2 separate regions of the Astyanax mexicanus genome follow, and region 2 is linked to region 1. The links are chromatin contacts, called in public Hi-C maps. All regions are on one chromosome and are shown on one strand. Each heading gives the region's core, a stretch centred on a gene start, on an enhancer-like site or on the middle of the called end of the contact. The rest is flanking DNA. Distances are from core to core; before and after follow the strand shown.

Evidence for each region. Hi-C and Micro-C count contacts between places; a contact is called where the count stands out from the background.
Region 2: a Hi-C map of muscle shows a contact between it and region 1, with 13 times the contacts expected there. The contact joins the promoter of ctdspla here to the enhancer-like site in region 1. A contact is called at or near these places in 2 of 3 Hi-C or Micro-C datasets (both in muscle).

What each region holds. Positions count from the first base shown.
Region 1 is chr1:95,306,743-95,311,569 of AstMex3_surface, forward strand. It overlaps ctdspla (CTD (carboxy-terminal domain, RNA polymerase II, polypeptide A) small phosphatase-like a), which reads right to left. Exons shown (of 8, transcript XM_007249060.4): 4 at 4,257-4,358. Among protein-coding and RNA genes, the nearest start is that of vill, 13 kb to the left of the region's middle. Within about 2 kb of position 2,494, the one cell type or tissue checked has an H3K27ac peak away from gene starts, as active enhancers do.
Region 2 is chr1:95,352,398-95,357,224 of AstMex3_surface, forward strand. It overlaps ctdspla (CTD (carboxy-terminal domain, RNA polymerase II, polypeptide A) small phosphatase-like a), which reads right to left and starts at 1,967. Exons shown (of 8, transcript XM_007249060.4): 1 at 1,516-1,967. The coding sequence starts at 1,594.

The DNA.
Region 1 (4,827 bases), core at 1,244-3,743:
TCTGGAAATAAACATGAATCTAATCTAATGGAACTATTCCTAATGCCAGGCATGGGAGAAGGAACTGCATTCTCTGGAATGATGGAGCTCCATCAAATACTTCTGGGGTGAGTTTGTGCGTCGGAAATTTGGTAGTGGGGTGGTGATCATCCAACATCCTGACCTCATTAAGGATCTTGTAGCTCAGTGTAAATAAATCCTCACACAAATGCTCTTAAGTCTAGTAGAAAACCTTCCCTGGACTGTAGAGATACCGTAGAGGTATGATAACAAAACAGTATAAAGTATCTTTTTTTAAAACCCTTATTTGCGTTTAGAATGTGTCCAAATACTTTGTTTATGATATTTGAAAATTGTGAATAGCCTAAAAGGTAGGTTTGTAAGGTCCGTTCTGAAGCTGCAATATATCAGAACTAAGTCACCAGTAAATATGATCGAATAACCCCAGACAAAAGTCAGAAGGACGTCCAGCAGGGGGAGCATGAGATCTGTGCAATGACTACATGAAGCCAAAGCCAGTGTGATGTTTTGCCTTGCAGGACTTCAAAGCTCCTGCTAACATGGGAAATTCTATTTTACTGTTCCAATAATTTGTCATTTTTCAGCAAAGTGGAGAGAGGTGGTCACTTTTAAAGGGAGGAGGATTACCTCAACACACTGAACTAAGTCTGATGAGTTTTTTTTTTTTTTTAAGAAGAATCATTTTCATCCACACACACACACGCACACACACACAGATAATTTAGTCCCTACAGAGTAGAATAGAATATGACTCTCTTAAGCAGATAAATAAACATGGACCTATCGGCATCATGCCCCATGCATTAAGGGGTATAAAGCCCCTCACAGCATTGAGCTGTGGAGCAGTGGAGCTGTGTTTTCTAGAATGATGGTGCTCCATCCAGTACATTTAGCATTTTGCCGTTGCACGTGTTGGGGATGATCAGGTTGGGTGGTAATCATCCAACATCCAGACCTCATAAATGTTCTTGTTGCTGAATGCAATTCAATTCTCACATCATTGCTCCACAATGAACAGTAGTGGCAATTACTTCAACAAAAGCAGGTAAATTATTTATCTCAATATTTTTCAAAGAATATGAGCTATTCTTGATTACGATCTAGAATTTTTTAGTTCTTACATAACAAGTTCAGATGTTTTACTTGTAAACAGACGGCACCACTTAAAGAGATGCCCAAGCTACTGTTTCCTTTTATATTTTTTATGAATAGTAAGCACTCTCCTTTAACCTTACATAACCTTACAGCTTATATATTAAATCAAATGTCTATTTATTAAGAGTTAGCTTTTATATGTAAAACTGTGGAATCTCTATTATCCCATTTTAAAAACTAATTACCTAAATTAAAACAGTCCAAATTTAAAGTGATGATATGTAACCAATTCACAAAAGAAGTCGTCTATAAAGTCTGCAGATTTGGTCATCTTTCAAAAATATGCCCTCAGCATTATAGACTTTGTTAATAGTCTGTGCACAATCAAATGACCTTAGGCCTGTTTTAAATTTCATGGCCTTGATTTCACAACAAACCTAAATGATCAGGTATCCCAAGACTTTTGTCTATTTTGTGTAAACTTCTTCTATTACAAATTTGTTGACCAAGCGCTCTAAAATGAGTTCAGAAGTCTATTGCAACATATTGAAACAGCACTCCGGGCTGAAAAACACCTATTCATCATTTCACCATGGCACACATGGGCAGGGCTGAACTGCTGTGGTTTAAAAAGATGGGCACATGAATAAGCAAATGGTTTTACAATTGTTTGGATTGGTTTTGCAGTCCACATATAGATTTGTAAGGAATAGGGAGTGACGGGTGCATATGGAAACTTTAACAATGTTTACATACTATGTCAAACACTTCAAAAGAGAGATTTCAGCCTTTAGTTAGCCAAGATAAGGCCCCTTTAAATGTCCTTATTCATCACTAGAAAAGGTTCCATCACGAGGCCAAACAGAGGAGCAATAACTAACCGTAAGAGGTGACTGAGTGTCTAACTCTTCAGGCAGAAACTGAGACAAACAGATTAGAGAAGTTCAGTTTATCTGGATTAGATCTGAGCAGAAATGACAGTGGCATTTCTTTGAATGCATTAATAAGCCTAGTTCATTTAATCGCTGTTTTCTCCTCTTCTCTGGATTGATTTCACTCTCTTCTCACTCTCTGAAGTTCAAACTGACCTTTAATTGAACGGACACAAAATCATTATAATATGTGGCACTCAGCAGCCAATTAATTAGTAAAAAAAGGATATGTTTTCCATACTTCAGTAAATGAGGGAAAAACTGCTCTCTCTCCAGAACTTTGCCCTTACGACGCACAGACAGTTTCCAGTACAGTACTTTTTATGGACACACCCTTGTGTACAATCTTCGGCAGCCTTTTTATGTAGAGTCTGTGTGTGTGTGTGGGTGGCAGAATGGGTGTATTTGTGCATGTGGTGTGTGTGCGTGTGTGTGCGCAGGGGGAATGAGGGAAAGAGAAAAAGAGTATGTGCGTGCGCACAAAGGCATGCATCCCTTGCTCCTTCCCTTTCTCTGGGCCTCTTTCTTTCAGCCACCGCCTCCCTTCTCTTTTCCGAGCAACAAGAAGAGCTGCCAGACAGACATTTTAAAGAAATCTCTGCTGTTCGAGAAAAAACACTTTACATTCTTTCATGTTCTTCCAGTCTCCCAGCTCTCTCTTAGTAAAGTTGCCTTCAAAATGTATTTGTAATTGTAACTTATGTATTGTAATAGTATTTTATTTTTTATTCCCCAGTTCATTACTATTACAGCTCTGGAAAAAAAATAAGAGACCACTTAAAAATGATGAGTTTCTTTGATTTTACCAAATTGAATACCTCTGGAATTTAATCAAGAGGAAGATGGATGATCACAAGCCATCAAACCAAGCTGAACTGCTTAAATATTTGCATCAGAAGTGGCATAAAGTTATGTGTCTTTTTTGTTTTTTCAGCCATGTCTTATTGTCTGCAAATAAATGCTCTAAATGACAATTTTTTTATTTGCCAATTGAGAGAAATGTTGTCCGTAGTTTCAGTTCATTTTACTCAAACATATACCCATATATAGCAAAATCAGAGAAACTGATTCGGAAACTGAAGTGGCCTCTTAATTTTGTCCAGAGCTGTAAAATGTTGCTGTATTAAAAATAGTTCTATATTAGACATGTATTAGATGGATGAATATAATTCCACAAATCATAGTTTCACTGCTCACCATAGCTTAATGCTGGAGGCCTTATACCACTTTACCCCACGTCTGGCATTAGGCATGGTGTTGGTATGTTTATGTTTGTCTGCTTCAGAGAGACCTATTCTATTGGTAGTATTTTAACAGTATTTTTGAATAGGGACCTGTGTAGCTGTGTGTGCATTTGCACATCTGTGCCAGCAATGAGTAACTAAATTAAAGTAGATAAATGCATTCATTACAAGGTGTGCCCACAGCAGTTTAGACACATAGTATCCCTTATTAGTACTATATAGGAAAAAATAGACAATCATAGCAGAACTATTTAAACATTCAGATCATTTGGGGTGTATCATGTATGTCTTGCATGAACTCTAAAAATGGCAACAAAACAGTAAAAATTAAAAACTTAAAAACACAATTATTGATATAAATAATATCAGTAGTATAAGTCAATGGAAAAAGATTTTATTCCAAGTCATTTTACAGCATGTCTATTGGTCTATTCATTTGGCCTAAACACCTCGCAGATCTGAACAAATGAGCAGAAACTACAATCCATCCAAAAATGGAGCAGACGAAGATGCAGGTCTTTAGAGAAGTGGGTCATTGGGGTGAGCAGGTGGCTCCCCAGAGGAGTCTTTCTAGGCACCACATTGGCCGTTTAATCTCAGCAGAGGATTTCATTCAGCCGGGAGTTTTAATCCCATGGCGGGCTCTAAACACCACCATTGTCTTGTGCTATTGAGCCTTGGAGTACTCAATGGATTATGAGCGGATTGTAAAACACGCTTTACTCCAGCTCAGCGAAGAACTCTTAGCTTTGTCGTAAACATCGCATTCCTCTTTAGATATAATCACTGATGGGCTGTTCATACCCTGAAGTTCATGACTGGTGAACACTGAACATATAAATCTCATTCTAAATACTTGATAAGCAGCAGAACCAAGCTTAATTGTAGGTACATAAGACACATGATTAAGAGTTCAGAGGCTCTGTGTGTGTGTGTGTGTGTGTGTGTGTGTGTGTATTTATACCTTAAAGGAACTGTGTACCAACGTCTCATCAAGGTCGATCACCACACAGTTCTTGCCGTAGTCGTTGATGCTGACCTCAGGCAGGAGGTATTTGGCTGGAGACTGAAGAGAGTAAACAAGTAGAGCACAGAGGATGACAAAAGAGGAGAGAGGAGGAGATAATAAAGAGAGTGAGTCATTTGAGAAACAGGGAAGACCCTGTTTACACCTGGTCACTATACGTGGGTTGTATCCTAATAAGATTTTAGCTACATGCATTTAACACTTGGAATTCAAATGGGTCTCTGATTAGAATTAAATTCTATAGGTTTCATTTCTACTGATGTGTTTTTTATTTGTTGAATACTTCTTTTAGAGACAGATGTGTTTACTCTGAAACCATACCATGACTCAAAGCACCTCCTCAGACAGTTTTGAATTACTGGATTCGTATCTGTTTGAAAAGCATTTTGGATGTGTTACACTTAAAATTATTGAGTGGCTTTGCGTTATCCCCAGTTCATCCAGAAGCATGAAGTGACCAGATGTCACAAACAAATTAGTTCCTGTTCTAGCTATAACTGGCAGCTCT
Region 2 (4,827 bases), core at 717-3,216, 45 kb after region 1:
TACAGCTCTCGAAAAAAATAAGAGACCACTTAAAAATTTGAATTTACCAAATTGAAAACCTCTGGAATATAATCAAAAGGAAGACAGATCATAACAAGCCATCAAACCAAGCTTGAATTTGTGAACCAGGAGTGGCAAATATTGATATTGATTCCAACAAATATTGATTTCTGAACTCTTAAAACTATTTTTGTTATTTCAGCCATTTTCTGCACCATAAGGAAGGGACTGCTGTGATTTCCAAATCAGTGCCACACGTCCCAGCGTCTTTAATCCACAGCTCACTAACCTAGTTAAAAACTCATTAAAAAATTTCATTTCAGTAATCTCACTCAAACACTTAAATTCCCTGCTCTGCACAGCCAGAATAATAAACAAACACAACAGCTGATAACAGGAGGTCATTCAGCTAGGTTAGGTTTAGCTAGCTGCAGGTCTGTGGTCAGTGTTTGAGGCTAAATGCAAAAATAAAAAAGTGAATGTAAAAACATAGTTTTCATTGATTTTTCCAATTTTAGTTTTTTCATCTCTGCCCCTCACAATCAGAATTTCAGAAAAAAATGTTCTTTATTTTGAGATTTTTCCGTTTTTGCATATTACAAGTTATACCATCAGGTTTAAAATGAAAAATTAGATAATAAACAAATTGTATTAAAAAAAAACATTTCTTCTTCACTCTACTGACAGGAAAATAAATAATTACGTTTTATACACAATTCTCTATTTTCGAATTTAGCTTGATACAGTCAGAAAATTAAACTGCTAAACATTACACTGACCTTCCAGTTTTTTCATCTCTGCTTCTCTAAAAATCTTCTTTATTTTCTGATTTTCAAGAAAATTGAAAAAGTGAATCTTCTCTTAATTTTCTTGAAAATCAGAAAATAAAGAAGATTTTTAGAGAAGCAGAGATGAAAAAATTCTATTTGCGAAAGGCTGAAATGAAAAACTTGAAAATAAAACAAATGGATGAAAACCCGTTTCTTCTTAATTAAAAATGTAGCTTGATACAGTCGGAAATTAGACTGCTAAACGTTACACTGACCGTCTGTGCAATGTTTATTTATTCTTCGCTTTTAGCTGGACAAAACTGTAGCCTAGTTAGTTAACCTAACTCGGTTAGCTAACCCTAGCTAGCTTAGTCAAATCTAACTAAGCTATTCTAGGTTAGCAATCATCATGTAAGTTATGTTTTGTAGCGAGATAAAGTGCTTTCGCTAGGAATAACGACGCTGTGTTGAAGTTTGGAGAAATATTGGTCTTATATTCACCAGTTACTGAATAAATCTATGTAAAATTCTCACAGTTTCGTGTTGGTAACTAGCTCAGTTATTGTTGTAGATAGTTAGGTTATATAAAAATATGTCAGATATCTATCTAACGTTAATCACAGGCTTTTAAACGCGCCCCGCCTCCCCGCCTTTCCCTCACAGGTTAAACACAGCTAGCCTAGCTGTCAACACAGTACAACAAAATCATCATTTTATCCAGAACAAACCGGTAAAAACGGATCACCTTTTTCTTGTCGACTCGAAGAAATGATTTCCTCCTCCTTTGGATTCGCTACCTGGGTGATTATGGACGTGTTGTCCATGGAAAAACTGGGTTTTTATTATTATTTTTTGTTTAAAGTCACTCGTTATTTCTGCCGTTGCTTTGCTAGCGAGCTAGCCCAGACCGTCTCGCGCACGGTAACGGTAACGGTTTTCTCTCCGCATTAAAATCCCGGTCTTCGTTAACGCCAGATCCCGATACCAACGTGATTTTTCGTCGTCAAACTGCCGGGACGGTCAACATCTCGGCTCTGGCGAAATGTGTACAGGCGGCTCATTCAATCCTGCTGCTGCATTTGGGTCTCCAGTCTCTCTCTATACACACACGCTCTCGTAAAACCACCAGCAGCAGCAGCAGTAGCAGCAGCACCTCCCTGAAGAAGATGAGAGCCACAGCAGCAGCCGCGATCTTTACTTTCCCACCCGTATTCGGGAAAGTCCCGCCTTCCTGTGTTGTAATTGGCTCGTGAATACACCGTGGTAACCAATCACAGTACAGTAGAGAAAAGCTGCTAGCCAATTGTAGCGTAGGAAGGTGGGACGATTCGGAAAAGGAGTGGAAAACAAAATCATAAAGCAGAAAGGCACACACACTTCATTGTTGCTTTATTAATGAGATTGTTTTGAGAGAGAAAGTGTGTGTGCGTGTGTGTGTATGCGGCGGGATGGGGGTGGGGGGTCATGTAAACAAGCACAGAAGGTTCCCCCACACCCTTTTTCACATTGTAAATGTTTATCAAAAAGATCAAATAAACAAATAAATAAAATTAAATACATTTTAGATTCTATATCTTTGGATACATTTGAAATCACACAAAATCACAATCACAAATGGAACAAAATTTAATTTATTTTATATTTATATATTTTTGTGATTTTTGATTGGTAAATGTATGTGAACCTTTCGGTGTTAAGGAATTTTATTGCTATTTACAAACTCTGTAATGTTTGTGGGTTTCCTCCCATTAATCGCTTGTTTCTATATTCTATCTATATACTTATTTTCTGCATATTTTTTATTCTCCTTTCGCCCTGTTCTTTAAAGTTTAGGACCCCACAGGACCATGATAGAGCAGCTATTATTTGGTGTGGTGGGTCAGTCATCCTCAGCACTGCAGTGACACAGACATGGTGATATGTGTTGTACCATGATGTTAACATCAAAGTTTTATGTATTTATTTATTTTGACTCTCTGGGAGTTTTCCTAACAACACTGTTAAAAAGTCCACATAGTTGGTGCTATAATTCAACACCCCACAGTGTAGCCTATTCTGTCTAAAAGGCCCCGCCTCTTGATTTGTTTCATACCCAGTATGCTCTGCAGCCATCCTTCTGTTTTGTTTGGGATTGTTTGAGTAAAGTATGTGTTTGTGGTGGTTATATGTGTTTGTTCATGTGTTTTTATAGTTGTTAAGATAAATTGGAAATAGTTGTGGCAGTTCCATTGGTATTGTGTTAGAAGGTGGATAAGGATAAGTTTTCACTGGAGAGCTGCACGTTATGAGAAAATCAATGCTCGTTTGGTAGTCTTTCATGTTCTCCTCTGTTCTAAATATATAAATAAAATTTGTTAAGGATAAATTTATAATTTGTGTGGATGGAGTCTTTACCAGTTTAACGACTGGTAAATGCTGTAAAATACCAAATAACACTTTGTTGGTGTTAGTCATGTCAACATTTTGTAAAGGGTTTCCATATAAATGCTTTGAAAGTGTTAAATTGAACTTGTGAAGTGTGAATTTGTGAAGACAGGGAGATTAATTGACCGATAGAAAACCTTTTCTTTACAGTGCTGTGTTGATGTTTTCAGATATGTAGTCTAAAACATTTTTTTCTGAACAGAATTGGAAATTTACAAATCCTTTAAAATCGCATTACTTTTATTGGAACTAAATAACTCAAACTAAATTCTACACAATTCTTTTGTCAGACAAATTTTTAAATGTTGTTCACATCAAAACTGATGGGACTAAGTTATGGTCACTTCAGAGCCTAGGTCCATTTACTTAGTTCTCACATACTTTTCTGCAATTTTAATTCATTTACACCCTTCTGAGTACAACCAAATTACAGCTTGTTCCAAATATAACACTCCTTTCAATTAGATTAAAGTGCTCCTGTTGTTGATGCGGTTGTTCAACTGCATGCATGCAGCTTGTATAATCTCCTTAGAAAAGCACTGCCAATATAACAGGATGCTCTGGACCAGCCACACAAGAGCCCAAGGTCACCATATATTGCCAAGTGGCAGCTATAGAGAGGTATAAATACCTCCAACATTGGACTGTGGAACAGTAGAACTGTGATCTCTGAAGTAATGGACCTCCATCCATTACTTTTGAAGTCAGATGGAGTCGTGTTCATGATCCAGAACTGATCATTCAGCATCAGTGCATGGATTTGCAATTATGTTGAGGCTAAATGCAAACAAATGCTCACAGCTATGTTCCTAAATGTAGTGTAATGCTTACCCAAAAGAATACAGCTGTTATGCCAACAAAGGAGAGACCAAAAATATCAAATTAATGTTCTGTGTTAAGAACAACTTTATAGTATGAGCAGGCTTCCACAAATGATCCGATATTTATATCATTAATGGTGAGAATCATGAATCATAAATAAAGATGGTGTTGCCAATTTCACATTAGACTAATACTGAACGTATTTTGTCAGGCTAAGTTTCTTTAAAAATCATATAAATTAGAAAAGCTGATAAGTGATCTAATATAAATAAAAACATTGAAGGAAATGGAGCAAGAGCAATAGAATTGTGGTCTGGTGGGTTTCCAACCTATTACATGAGTTTACATCATCTGCGCTTGAAGCAAAAGTACATTTACTCTGTGCTGAAGAGTGGCTGCAAGGAGTTCCTCTTGCGTTAGATGCTGTCTTACTGTCTATAAACTTTATTTTCCAGTGCCGACCCCTTTAGCTGTTGTTTACTCAAGTTCACGGTAAAGAGCCTCTTGCCAGGGTTAAGCCGGATAAGTCCATCACCCTGAGGCCAACAATGATTATGCAGACTTATCAGATAAAGAGACATGTGTGATTATGCAATATGAGACATCCGGACAGATCAAGTTTTACATTCGGTCAATTTTACTCTGATTAGCTTACAGACAAACCAAGTCTCCCTGAAGCTGCGGGAGTCTCCCGCATTTCGGTAGTGGCTCCCTGATGCCCGCGAGTCACACATAATCTCCCGGAATTCAGAACGAGTGCCCCAAGAGTGCACTGCACACAAACGCGCACACAGGCGACAGACTTTTTTTC